3 separate regions of the Sus scrofa genome follow, and regions 1 and 3 are each linked to region 2. A link is a contact called in public Hi-C data. All regions are on one chromosome and are shown on one strand. Each heading gives the region's core, a stretch centred on a gene start, on an enhancer-like site or on the middle of the called end of the contact. The rest is flanking DNA. Distances are from core to core; before and after follow the strand shown. Region 1 overlaps NBEAL2 (neurobeachin-like protein 2). Region 2 holds the start of PTPN23 (tyrosine-protein phosphatase non-receptor type 23). Region 3 holds the start of CCDC12 (coiled-coil domain-containing protein 12).

What was found. A called contact is a pair of places that touch in the nucleus more often than the background predicts.
Region 1: a Hi-C map of liver shows a contact between it and region 2, with 7 times the contacts expected there. The contact joins the enhancer-like site here to the promoter of PTPN23 in region 2. A contact is called at or near these places in 1 of 5 promoter capture datasets (liver), 4 of 47 Hi-C or Micro-C datasets (embryonic fibroblasts, epiblast stem cells, heart right ventricle and 1 more) and 1 of 2 datasets of contacts at active chromatin or transcription factors (skeletal muscle).
Region 3: a Hi-C map of liver shows a contact between it and region 2, with 4 times the contacts expected there. The contact joins the promoter of CCDC12 here to the promoter of PTPN23 in region 2. A contact is called at or near these places in 1 of 5 promoter capture datasets (liver) and 2 of 47 Hi-C or Micro-C datasets (both in liver).

What each region holds. Positions count from the first base shown.
Region 1 is chr13:29,876,278-29,879,910 of Sscrofa11.1, forward strand. NBEAL2 (neurobeachin-like protein 2) reads left to right here. Exons shown (of 55, transcript XM_021068700.1): 49 at 6-100; 50 at 334-450; 51 at 549-707; 52 at 781-929; 53 at 1,268-1,403; 54 at 1,488-3,633. Among named protein-coding and RNA genes, the nearest start is that of NBEAL2, 31 kb to the left of the region's middle. Within about 2 kb of position 2,189, at least 46 of the 83 cell types and tissues checked have an H3K27ac peak or open chromatin away from gene starts, as enhancers often do. A contact at or near this core is called in embryonic fibroblasts, liver and skeletal muscle, where this site is marked.
Region 2 is chr13:30,188,922-30,192,713 of Sscrofa11.1, forward strand. It overlaps PTPN23 (tyrosine-protein phosphatase non-receptor type 23), which reads left to right and starts at 1,738. Exons shown (of 25, transcript XM_021068730.1): 1 at 1,738-2,013. The coding sequence starts at 1,930.
Region 3 is chr13:29,845,126-29,848,784 of Sscrofa11.1, forward strand. CCDC12 (coiled-coil domain-containing protein 12) reads right to left here and starts at 1,558. Exons shown (of 9, transcript XM_005669466.3): 1 at 1,127-1,558; 2 at 407-571; 3 at 1-308. The coding sequence starts at 50. It overlaps NBEAL2 (neurobeachin-like protein 2), which reads left to right and starts at 2,281. Exons shown (of 55, transcript XM_021068700.1): 1 at 2,281-2,563. The coding sequence starts at 2,513.

The sequences.
Region 1 (3,633 bases), core at 939-3,438, 310 kb before region 2:
TGTAGATGTAGTAACCTGCCTCGCACTGGACACCTGTGGCATCTACCTCATCTCAGGCTCCCGGGACACCACATGCATGGTGTGGCGGCTGCTGCAGCAGGTGTGCTGGGTGGCAGCCCTGTGGGGTCCCCATAGTTCATATCTGCAGCCCATCTGCCCCTCAGTGCCTGCTCTCTCCCCTTCCCTCTGCCACTGTGCAAGCCCGGGACTCCACAGCCTTTCAGCTCTCTGGCTTTAGACAAGACCTTCACTTTCCTGAGTTTCTGCCTTCTCACTCAGGGGTCAGAGTAGTGGGATACTCCAGTCCTGAGCCAGCCCTGCTGTTCCCCACAGGGTGGTCTCTCAGTGGGGCTGGCATCGAAGCCCGTGCAGGTCCTATATGGGCATGAGGCTGCAGTGAGCTGTGTGGCCATCAGCACTGAACTCGACATGGCAGTGTCTGGATCTGAGGTGTGTGTATGCTTGTGCTCAGGGGAGACTGAGTTTGCTGGGCACTGCCCTTGGAGCCCAGACACTCCTGCCTAGCACCCTAAGCTGCCTTCCCGCAGGATGGAACTGTGATCATCCACACTGTACGCCGCGGCCACTTTGTGGCCACACTGAGGCCCCCAGGAGCTACGTTGCCTGGACCCGTGGCTCACCTGGCACTGGGGTCTGAGGGCCAGATTGTGGTGCAGAGCTCAGCGCGGGAGCGTCTGGGGGCTCAGGTATGGGGAAGGGGCACCCAGCCAAGATAGGAGTAGTTGGGATTCTGTTCTTGCTAACACCTCCTTCCTCCAGGTCACCTACTCCTTGCACCTCTACTCTGTGAATGGGAGGTTGCGAGCTTCACTGACCTTGGGAGAGCAGCCCACAGCCCTCAAAGTGACGGAGGACTTTGTTCTGCTGGGCACAGCCCAGTGTGCCCTGCACATTCTCCACCTGAACAAGTGAGCCCCACTATTTATGGGTTCATGATCCTTCAGGGTGGTGGTCATTGGCAGAGGACACTAGGAGGTACCCCCGTGGATGCACACTCCCTTTATATGTTTGTGGGCACATTCTTCAAGGCCTGGCACCTGTCCTCCCATCCCCCAATGGGAGATCTTGCCCTGGGCCTCCCTTAGCCACACACTTGTGGGAGGTCCCTTTATGTATCCGGATTTTAATCGAGCCATCCTTCAAATGAGGACAGGGAGGTAGATGGGAGAATGAAGAGACATCTTTCTGCTAGATGCAAAGCTGCCTTGCAGTTGTGAGTTTGTGTATATACCCACCCTCCCTCCAGACTGCTGCCGGCCGTGCCTCCCCTGCCCATGAAGGTGCCCATCCGCAGTGTGGCTGTGACCAAGGAACGCAGCCATGTGCTCGTGGGCCTGGAGGACGGCAAGCTTATCGTGGTGGGCGCAGGGCAGCCCTCTGAGGTAAGGAGGAAGGCAGGGTCGGTCCTCGAACCGGTTGAGGAGAGACAGCCATGCCTGAGCCCGGCCTGCTCCTATTTTCACTAGGTGCGTAGCAGCCAGTTCGCGCGGAAGTTGTGGCGTTCCTCCAGGCGCATCTCCCAGGTGTCCTCCGGGGAGACCGAGTACAACCCTGGAGAGGCCCGTTGACAGCCTGACCTGCCCCACTGCTCAGCCCCGCCCCTAGTGGGCTGCGCTCCCGAAGACTCCGTCCCGGAGGGGGAAACTGAGGAGGAGGCGAATCCCAGTCCGCACTCGGGGTGGGCAGGGCCCCACCTCCGCCCAGCTCAGGGATTGGCAGGCGGTGTACTCCAGGAAGCCACGCCCCTCGCTGGCAGAGGGGCTGCCTGGAGTCCCAGTACTGGCCAGAGCGGCCGCACAGCACTTTTTGCACAATCTGGGGCAGGGAACCCAGGCTCCCAAGCCCAAACCCCCAAGCCCCCGTCCCGGCAGATCAAAGGGGCTGGGCTGTGGCCTTAATCCTAAGGGTGGCCCCCCCCCACCCCGCCCCGCTCCCGCCCCCGCTCTCCCATCTCAGCAATAAACGTGAACTAGTTTTGTAGCTGTTCCGCCTCTGAGCATGCATGTGCACGCGCAGCCTGCCCTGGCCACCGTCTGGGGCTCACATGCTCCTGGTCTGAGCACCCACGGTGGCTCGTTCCTTCCCCATCCGCGCTGCCTGTCCTTGAGGACCCCGCCTGCTGTTTCTCTGGTTTGATCTCATTCCAGCTGCGGACTCTGCGCATGTGCGCGTTCCTGGACAGGGCGGGGCAAAACCGCGGGCAGCCCCACCCCCTCAGTGCCCAGCCCCTTTCGGGTCCCAGCCTTCCCGCGATCTGCGCCTCCGCTCTAGTCTCGGGCGGGTCAGAACCTGGCCTTCCCAGGGACTCTACTCCATCTTGGCCGGCCCAAGGCCTGGAGGCCCCATCCCGCCAAGGCTCAACGGATCTTGGGACTAGCGAAGGCGGCCGCCACAGGTCAGGAGTGGGTTAGGGACAGAGCACTGTGTTTTCCTGGACTGAGGAAGCAAAGGGCTCTCTCTCTGTTCCCCACTTCCAGACCCGGGATCCTGTGCCGTCGTCGTGCTAGCATCTGGGTTGGGATGCATGCGGGTAGCCAGGGTAGTGTGGGCATGCAGAGTGTAGCTCTGGGACATGTGTGTCGGGGTGGGTGGTAGAGGCTCCAATCCCACAGCCGGGGGTGGGTCAGGCACAAGGCTTGGCTGTCCTTACAAGCGTAGTCACAGGCTCACCTGCGAGCCAGGATCCAGGGAAGGCCTCTTATGCGGTAAGTGACACAAATGTATATACATCCTTCATGTGGTAAGGGTCACTGCAGCCTCTGCGCCAGACACACTTGCCAACTGTGCATGTGCATTTAGCATAAACATAGGCCCCTGGCCTTGTCCAGGGAAGTGAATTTGGAGTGCCTGGATTGGACCAGGCCAGATGGGGAGTGGTGGATGTTGGGGAGTTGGAGGGTCTTTCCCTGGTCTCATCCCCATCCTTTTTCCAAGCAAGATGCCCTCTTCAGCCCATACAGGGTCTCTCTTCCCTAGGCCTCAGCAGGTTGTAGGTCCCAGATGGATCAGCCCTGTGGGTACAGATGGGTCCTGGGATTGAGTGCTTTTCGGGTATTTGGTTTCCAAGCCCTCCAAACTTCCAGATGAGAAGGACCAAGGTGCCTCCAGGTCCACATACCCTCTGCCCTTGCTGAACCCACATAGGAACTGTCCCATCCAGCCTCTGAACAGGAGGTGAGGGCTGGACACTGACCACTCCAGGGGCTATGCTTGTGCTGAGAACTCCGGGGAGCCCTCCCATCAGCTGCTAAGTCTCTACCTGGCTGTCTTAGATGGGGAAAGGAGTCTCCCTGGTCCTCCTATGCCAACCCTGGACTGAGTCCAGGGGTTTGCCAAGGTCTTTGAGACAGGGTGGTTTTCAATGTGCTCTTCTCCACCCTGAGCTGCATCCTGACCTTCTCCAGCTTAGGCCAGCTGAGGCAAGCAATATCATCTCCACTCCACTTGATGTTGGAGAAAACTGGTCAAGATTGGCGAATGGGAAGATGGGGGATGGGATACCCAGCCATGGAGTGAATCAGAATCAAGTGAGCCAGGAAAGGGGAACAGGCTACCCCAGGGATTTCTGACTTCAGGCCTGAGGAATTCTACTAATGTCCCTATACACAGCCT
Region 2 (3,792 bases), core at 488-2,987:
GGAGATGGATCTTTTTTATTTTTATTTTTTTTGCTTTTTTGCTTTTTAGGGCCGCACTCATGGCATATGGAGGTTCCCAAGCTAGGGGTCCAATCGGCCTACACCACAGCTACAGCAACTCAGATCCGAGCCTCGTCTATGACCTACACCACAGCTCACAAGAATGCCAGATCCTTAACCCACTGAGTGAGGCCAGGGATCAAACTGTCAACCTCATGGTTCCTAATCGGATTTGTTTCCACTGTGCAATGAAGGGAACTCCAGAGATGGAGTCTTTAAAGAGTTAACTAAGAGTTCCCGCTCTGGCATAAAAGGTTAAGGATCCAGCTTTGCTGCAGGTGTGGCAGAGGTCGAAGCTGCAGCTCATATTCCACTCCTGGCCCATGAATTTCCATATGCTGCAGGTGCAGCTGAAAAACACAAAAACAAAAAGAATTAAGTTAACAGGAGGTTATGAGGCCTTAATCCCATATGACTGGTGTCCTTGTAAGAGGAGATTAGGGAGTTCCCGTTGTGGCTCAGTGGTTAACCAATCCGACTAAGAACCATGAGGTTGTGGGTTCAATCCCCGGCCTTGCTCAGTGGGTTGAGGATCCGGCGTTGCCCTGAGCTGTGGTGTAGCTCGCAGACGCGGCTCAGATCCAGTGTTGCTGTGGCTCTGGCGTAGGCCAGCAACTACAGCTCCAACTGGACCCCTAGCCTGGGAACCTCCATATGCCGCAGGAGTGGCCCTAGGCAAGGCAAAAAGACTTAAAGAAAAAAAAAAAAAGGAGATTAGAACATAGACTATGAGAAGACACGGGTAGAAGACATCCATCTACAAACCAAGGAGCAAGGCCTCAGAAGAAACCAACATTGCTGATACCTTGATTTCAGACTTGTGGTCTTATCATCATTTCTCCCACCTATGAGAAGGTGACTCCAAGATAGTCCTCCAGAAACAACTTTTAAGATGCTGGTAAATTTTTCTTTTTCCTTAAAAAAATTTTTATCTTCATGGCCTTGAATTTTCTTTTCTTTTCTTTCTGTTTTTTTTTTTTTTTTTTTTTTTTTTTTTTTTTTGTCTTTTTGCCATTTCTTGGGCAGCTCCTGCGGCATATTGAGGTTCCCGGGCTAGGGGTCGAATCGGAGCTGTAGCTGCCAGCCTATGCTAGAGCCACAGCAAAGGAGGATCCGAGCCGCGTCTGTGACCTACACCACAGCTCACGGCAACGCCGGAACCTTGACCCACTGAGCAAGGGCAGGGGTCGAACCCACAACCTCATGGTTCCTAGTCGGATTCGTTAACCACTGCGCCACGACAGGAACTCCTCTTTTCTTTCTTTCTTCTTCATTTTTTTAAATTTTGGTAAGATGTACCTATCGTAAAGTCTGTCATTTTAACCTTTTTTTTTTTTTTTTTTTTTCTTTTTCGGCCGTACCTGCAGCAGGCAGTTCCCAGGCAGGGGATCAAATCCTAGCTGCACCTGCCACCTACGCAGGGCAGTGCTGGATCCGGACCCTGCGCCGCAGATGGAACTCCTACAGGACTGTTTTTTAATGTCCTTCCCCTGAGTAGAGAACGCTAAGGGCTGTAGCCAGACCTGGCAGGTTTACTTTGCTCTGGAGAAGTAAACCAGTAGGCGCCCTGCCTGGAAGATCAGTGCAGAAAGACTACTACTCCCAGAAACGCTTTCGCCGCTGGCTGGAGATTTTGCCCTCTACGCCCTAGTCTCACGCGGAGGAGATTGAGCATGCGCAACGGAAACTGATCCTGGACGCAAGGCTGCGCGGACGGGGACTGCATCTCCCAGCAGGCCCTGGGGGCTTTTTTTTCATCCCCGCGTGACAAGCGACTTCCGGCGTGGAGGGGCGGTGCGGTGCGCGCGGTTGAGCCCCTGCTGTTAAAGCTAGGGAAGCTGCTGGGTGGCAGGGGGAGCGCCAGCCGCCATGGAGGCCGTTCCCCGCATGCCCATGATCTGGCTGGACCTGAAAGAGGCCGGTGACTTCCACTTTCAGTCAGCCGTGAAGAAGGTGAGTGCGCCTCCCACCCCCCACCCCCCACTTTTCCGGGGTATCTCCGTCGTCCGCCAGCGCGTGACGCCCCCTGCGCGTCCATTCTCTCCCAGGCCCTGTCGCAGGGTCGGGTGAGGCAGGAACGGCCTCCGCTGACTTTCCTTAGCCTGGTCCACCCACGCGAGACCGCAGACCATTTTCTCTTCTCGCCCGCCCGGGGCTAGCTCCCGCTGTCTGGTTGGAACCAGCTTTTCCACTTCTGGCCCAGGGCTATCCACGGTTCCCACCAAGGCACCTCACTTCCTCTGTGTGACGCTCTGGATCTAGTTCTGCCCGCCCCCTTTTCACGCCAGGACTGTCCCACGGAGATCAGTGGGCGTCCCCCTGTGACCGTCTGGGTGGAATGGTTGTGCCCGGCGCTCGGTGCGCAATCAGTCCACGACCCGACTAGGATGAGGATGACCCACTGGAATGCTTGATCTGCGATTGGAGTTTCTCTGACATTTGATGCAATTCTCTTCTGATCTCAGAAGAACTCTAATCTGGATCCCATTTGGACCAAAAGATGCAGTTCCATGTCATCTGGGGGAGGGTTGCTGCTTTTCACGACTGCTCAGAGAGGATAAACAGTGTTGAAGCTCCTGGAGAGACCTTCGCAGTCGTTTGTTGAATCTTCATTTGGAGGGAGGAATCAGGCAGGTTTAGCCTTAATGGAGGGAAGGGAACGCTATGGCGAGATCATGTATGGCCGGTACAAAATGGGGCCAGGTTTGTCGACTGGGAATCAGGTGCTGTCTGAGGCATGTATCTACTGCCTTGGGAAGGACCACTGGTAGCATTGAGAGTAAGAGGGGAAGTGAAAAGTAAAACCAGGAGGCCCTTGGAGTTTGACATCCTTGTGGTTTTAGCACAGCGTCTGCCAAAAGCTAGATGGTGCACCACTCAGGTGCTTGAGAAAAGAAATAGAAGAAAGAAAATTGGTTAAAAAGTAGTTTCCCAAGAAGCTCTCTCTTTCTCTCTTTACACCCCTGCCTTAGTTCAGATACTAACAGTTTGTATTCCTTTGGGTCTATAATTTAATGTCTTTGGGCATCTTTTCCCTCAGTTGTAAGACCAGGAAGTTAGATTAGTTGATCTAAAATTCCAGAATCTTGTTAGCTCTGTCCAAAACTTGGGTCTTTTCTCCATCTGGTCCTTCCTTTTTTTCTTTTTTTGGCTGCCCTGCAGCATTTGGAGTTCCCAGGCCAGGGATCAGATCTGAGCCACGGTTTTGACCAGTGCCATAGCTGTGGCAACGCTGGATCCTTAACCCATTGTGCCAGGTGGGGGATTGAACCTGAGTCCCACTGCTCCAGAGATGCTGTGGATATTGTTACACCACAGCAGAGAGCTCCTCCCTCTGCTCTTTTATACAAGTACAATTGGATGAATTTCTGTAAAAGACAACAAAACTCCTTTGTTTCGTAGTTCATCCGTAACCCATTTAGAGTTCTCTCTGACCTACCCCAGTTCTTTCAGCATTTCTTCAGGGCCCAGTATGTGCTTCTGTGTTCTTCTAATACAAGTATCCCAGATTCTTTTCATAGCCACTTTTGTTCCCTTAATATTCTCTGTATGTTTGGTCTTCTATGCATTTGGTTGTGAAATTCCATCCGGACCAGCTCTCATCTTTGCCCTGTAGGGTGGGGCTGGGGCTTGTTTTTAATGTCTGTTTATTGGTTCTGTTTGTCTTTCAAGGTCCTGTTTAAGCTCTGTCTCATCCATAAGCCTTCTTTCGTCTGGATTAATCTTTCCCTT
Region 3 (3,659 bases), core at 308-2,807, 340 kb before region 2:
CGCAATGCCTCTTCCTCCAACCGGCCCACACCGGCCGCAGTAGCCGCCATCTTGCCAGCCGACCCCCTCTCCTCTCGTCCAGCATCGCGCAGGCCCAAGGCGTAGATTAATCTCTTACAGCCAATCCAGGGACGGGAATGGGAGAGCCGGAAGTCTTGAAAGCCAACCAATGCTGAGTTGCTATAGGAGGGCCCGCCCTCTTCCTCCCCAGCAACTCGCCTAACTTGCCTCTGGCCGGCAAAGAAGTAGGCTCTAAGGCTCGATTCGTCCAACGCCAATCAATGAGAAAGTGGCAAGTGGAATCAGACCTGAGTGGAGGAGGATAGAGCGCATCGATCACCCTGGTTTTGCCTAAGCGCCAACCACTGCTCACTCCATGCTGAACACTTGGAATGCCCTGACTTACCTTTGTCCACTTGTCTTTATTCTTCAAGGCTTGAAGAAACCTTCCCTGACTCTCCACTCCAACCCCAGCTTAAGAGGTCCTTCTTAAGCTCTCAGTGGCTTCCTGGATGGATCTGTTTATGGGCCCTTGGGCCCCTCTCTGTCCACTCTCAGCTCAAGACAAAGCCTAAGAAGAGGCGGGGTTGGCTGGGGGGCATTTTCCTCTGAGTTCATGGTTGATGCCCTCCCACCCCTAACCCAGGGTCAGACTGCCAAACCTGAGAAAGAGCAAACCCCATCTCCCAACTTGGGTCCAGTGGTTCCCAGGGGACCACGCTGAGTTTAGTTCCTAAGAACTAAGCTGAGAATTAGTTTGGCCTCTGCTGCAGCAGGTGGCCAAGAGGTCCAGTGTTCCCCAGCAGAAGTTGCCAGGGTATTCTTTCCCAAGCTAATTAGCATGCCCCGAGAACCACTTTGCCTGAAGTCAAGATCTTCTGACAGCCTGTCCAGATTCCAGAGCCACACCTCCTCCTACCTGGGAAGAGGAGGCCAAGCTTCCTCCCTTCCCCCCAGTCTACTTGTCTCTCAGCAAGGCTGTTCCCTGCTTGGGACCTTCTCCCCAGTCTGGCAGCAGGTAGACACCCACTCCTTCCTTCCCAATTCCCTTCAGAGGTCACAGAACCCAGTGCCACAGAACCCTGTCCAGCCAGCCCCCATGCACAACCCCCTTGACTTCAGTAACCTGGGCCTTTTGGTTCCAACTCCCCTGCATCAGGTATGCGGGTAGTACCCAATCCGCCGGTAGTAACTGTTCAGGAAATGTCAGCTCAGAAGTAGGATGGGTAGGGCAGGAGAAAAGGCCAAAGTGGAGGAACTGCCCAAGAAGCCAAGAAGACAGAGCAGGTTGGGTATAGGGACTAGGTCTGTCTCTTCTTGGCTACCCAAGGTCTAGAGGGTCCAGACTGGGTCAATTCTTCCAATTGACGGCAACTCTCTGGGTCCCACAAACTTCCTACCAGCCACAGCAAAGGGCCTCACCCTTGCCCAAGACCAGAGTGCCCCCTCACTTCTCAGGGGGGCTGGGGGAGCTGGAGGGATGGGGCGGGGGGGGGGGGGGGAGAAGCCCAGGAGTGATGATGACAGTGGTTCTGGAGGCAGGCGTCTGTCCCTGTCCATGCTGTCATTGGCTGCTTAGGTGGTCCTCATTTGGCCCATCTGGGCCTCAGTTTCTCTGCCTGTAAAACAGAGATATGAGGCACACTTTAACCTCTTGATGTTAAAAGAGGTGAATCAAGTGCTGAGCTGTGGAGTGGAAGGTGTCTCTATCAGAGCATCTAGTAAGGAGGGGACCCAGGTGAGGGAAGACTACCTAAATTTTCCAGGGATCTGCCCCAAAGATGGAGGGTACCGCGCTTCCTTGGAGCTATTTCACACTTGCCCCGCTGTTTTCTGATTCTCCCACCCCTAGCCCCAATCCTCGCTGCACCCCCGCCACATTATCCTGCTCCACTAACAGCAGGAGTAAAAAAAGTGGCACTTCCATATAACAGCGCCTGGCACGTAGTAAGCGCTGCAAGTGGTCATCATGATTGTTATCATTGCTTGTTGAAGGACGCTGCCCATCTGCATGCGGCCTGCAGCCCCTTCCCCCAACCCTGTAAGCCTGTCCCTTTCACGAGTGGTTGCAGGCAGAATGCGTCCCGGTCAGATATAGACCTAGAACAAATCTGGAATCCTTGACTCAACCCTAGTCCAGGAGGCTCTGAGTGGCCCTTTCCAAAGCGCGGTGAGAGCGCGGATTGTGGAGGGCGGGGCTGCTGCGCGCCCTCTGGGGCCGCCCTGACCTCAGGCTCCTCCTCCCGCCGGGCTCCCCCCGCCCCCCTTTGCACGGTCCCGGGAGAGGCGGGGCGGCGGTGGCGGCCGCAGGAGTGCAGGAAGCCGGGCGGCGGCCGGCTGCGAGGAGGAGGAGCGCAGCGGGGGCCAGTACTACTTCCCCCAGTAGTACCGCGCCGCTCCGCCCCGGAGTGACGCCCTCCGCCCATGGGCCTGGCCGAGGGCAACCGGCGGGCGGCGCGGAGGAGGCGGCGGCGGCAGGTAGCGTACAGCAGGGCCGGAGCCGGGCCGGGCTATGGCCGCCTCGGAGCGGCTCTACGAGTTGTGGCTGCTCTACTACGCGCAGGTGAGCCCGCCCCGCCCCGTGTCCGCGGTGTTCCCAGCTCCCCTCGCTCCGTGCCTGCTGCACCTGTGCCCGGCGCCACCTGGACCGCGTAAATGCGCGCGCTCCCGGCGTGCTCGGACTCTGCACACACGTGTGCACCCTTAGCCCGCGGATGCCTCTGGCAATTATACCTGGGGGTCGGCCCACGCGGGTGCGCCCCTCGCTCAAGCCTCTTGGGTCGGGACTGCGCAGCCTCTGTAGTGCGGAAGGAGAGGGGCCTGGACCAAGATGGCAGGGCACTTCCCCCTTTTACAGATGGGGAAACTGAGGCCAGAGAAAAAGAGACGGGCGGGGAGCGTAGTTTGCACTTGGCCTTGCCGCTCCTGTGGGCGCAGCCCAGTTGGTGGTCAGGGCCTGTGAGTCTGAATGGGCTGGGGGTCCAAGCTTGCACGGAAGGCGTCCATACTTCAGTCTGACCTGAGTCAGTTCATCAGATTTCCTGCAGCAAACTATCTTTGGAGAGCTCCTCCCTGACCCAGGCGGCTTTACCCCAACCGGGGGGCGGGGGGGGGTGGTGGCGGTTATGGGGGGTTATGGGGTGGTGGTGGGGGTCTAGCCCAAAGAAAAGTTCCCACCTCAGTTGGTGGGAAATGGCTTGGGGGTGGGGAGGGAGGAGGGTGAGCTAGGAGGGAAGTTTGAAAGGGATGGAAGGAGGCCATTTCCTCCTGAGCTCCCTGTCCTACCTCAGCGACTACTTCAAAGTGTCCTCAGAAGGTGAAGGGAGCAAACTCTGACACAGGTGTCCTGAAACTCTCACACCAGTAGGCCCCCACTTTCCTTCTGCTTCCACAGCAGGGAGGGAACCCAAGGTAACAACCCTTTTGCCTCTTCACCCAACACCAACCTCCCTTGCTGCACCTGCCTGGCATCATGCTCCTGGCTCAGGTGTGCCTTGGGCACAATGGATTATTGTGTACCCTTGATCTCTCACTGGGGGGAAGTTCATGCTCACGTTAACTGGCCCTCTGTTACGAGGCTAGTCTAGCTTAGTCTCCCAGGACTTCAGGCCAGGTCTGGGGCCCCAGGGACCAGGAATCCAGGCCATAAGGGCTATAGC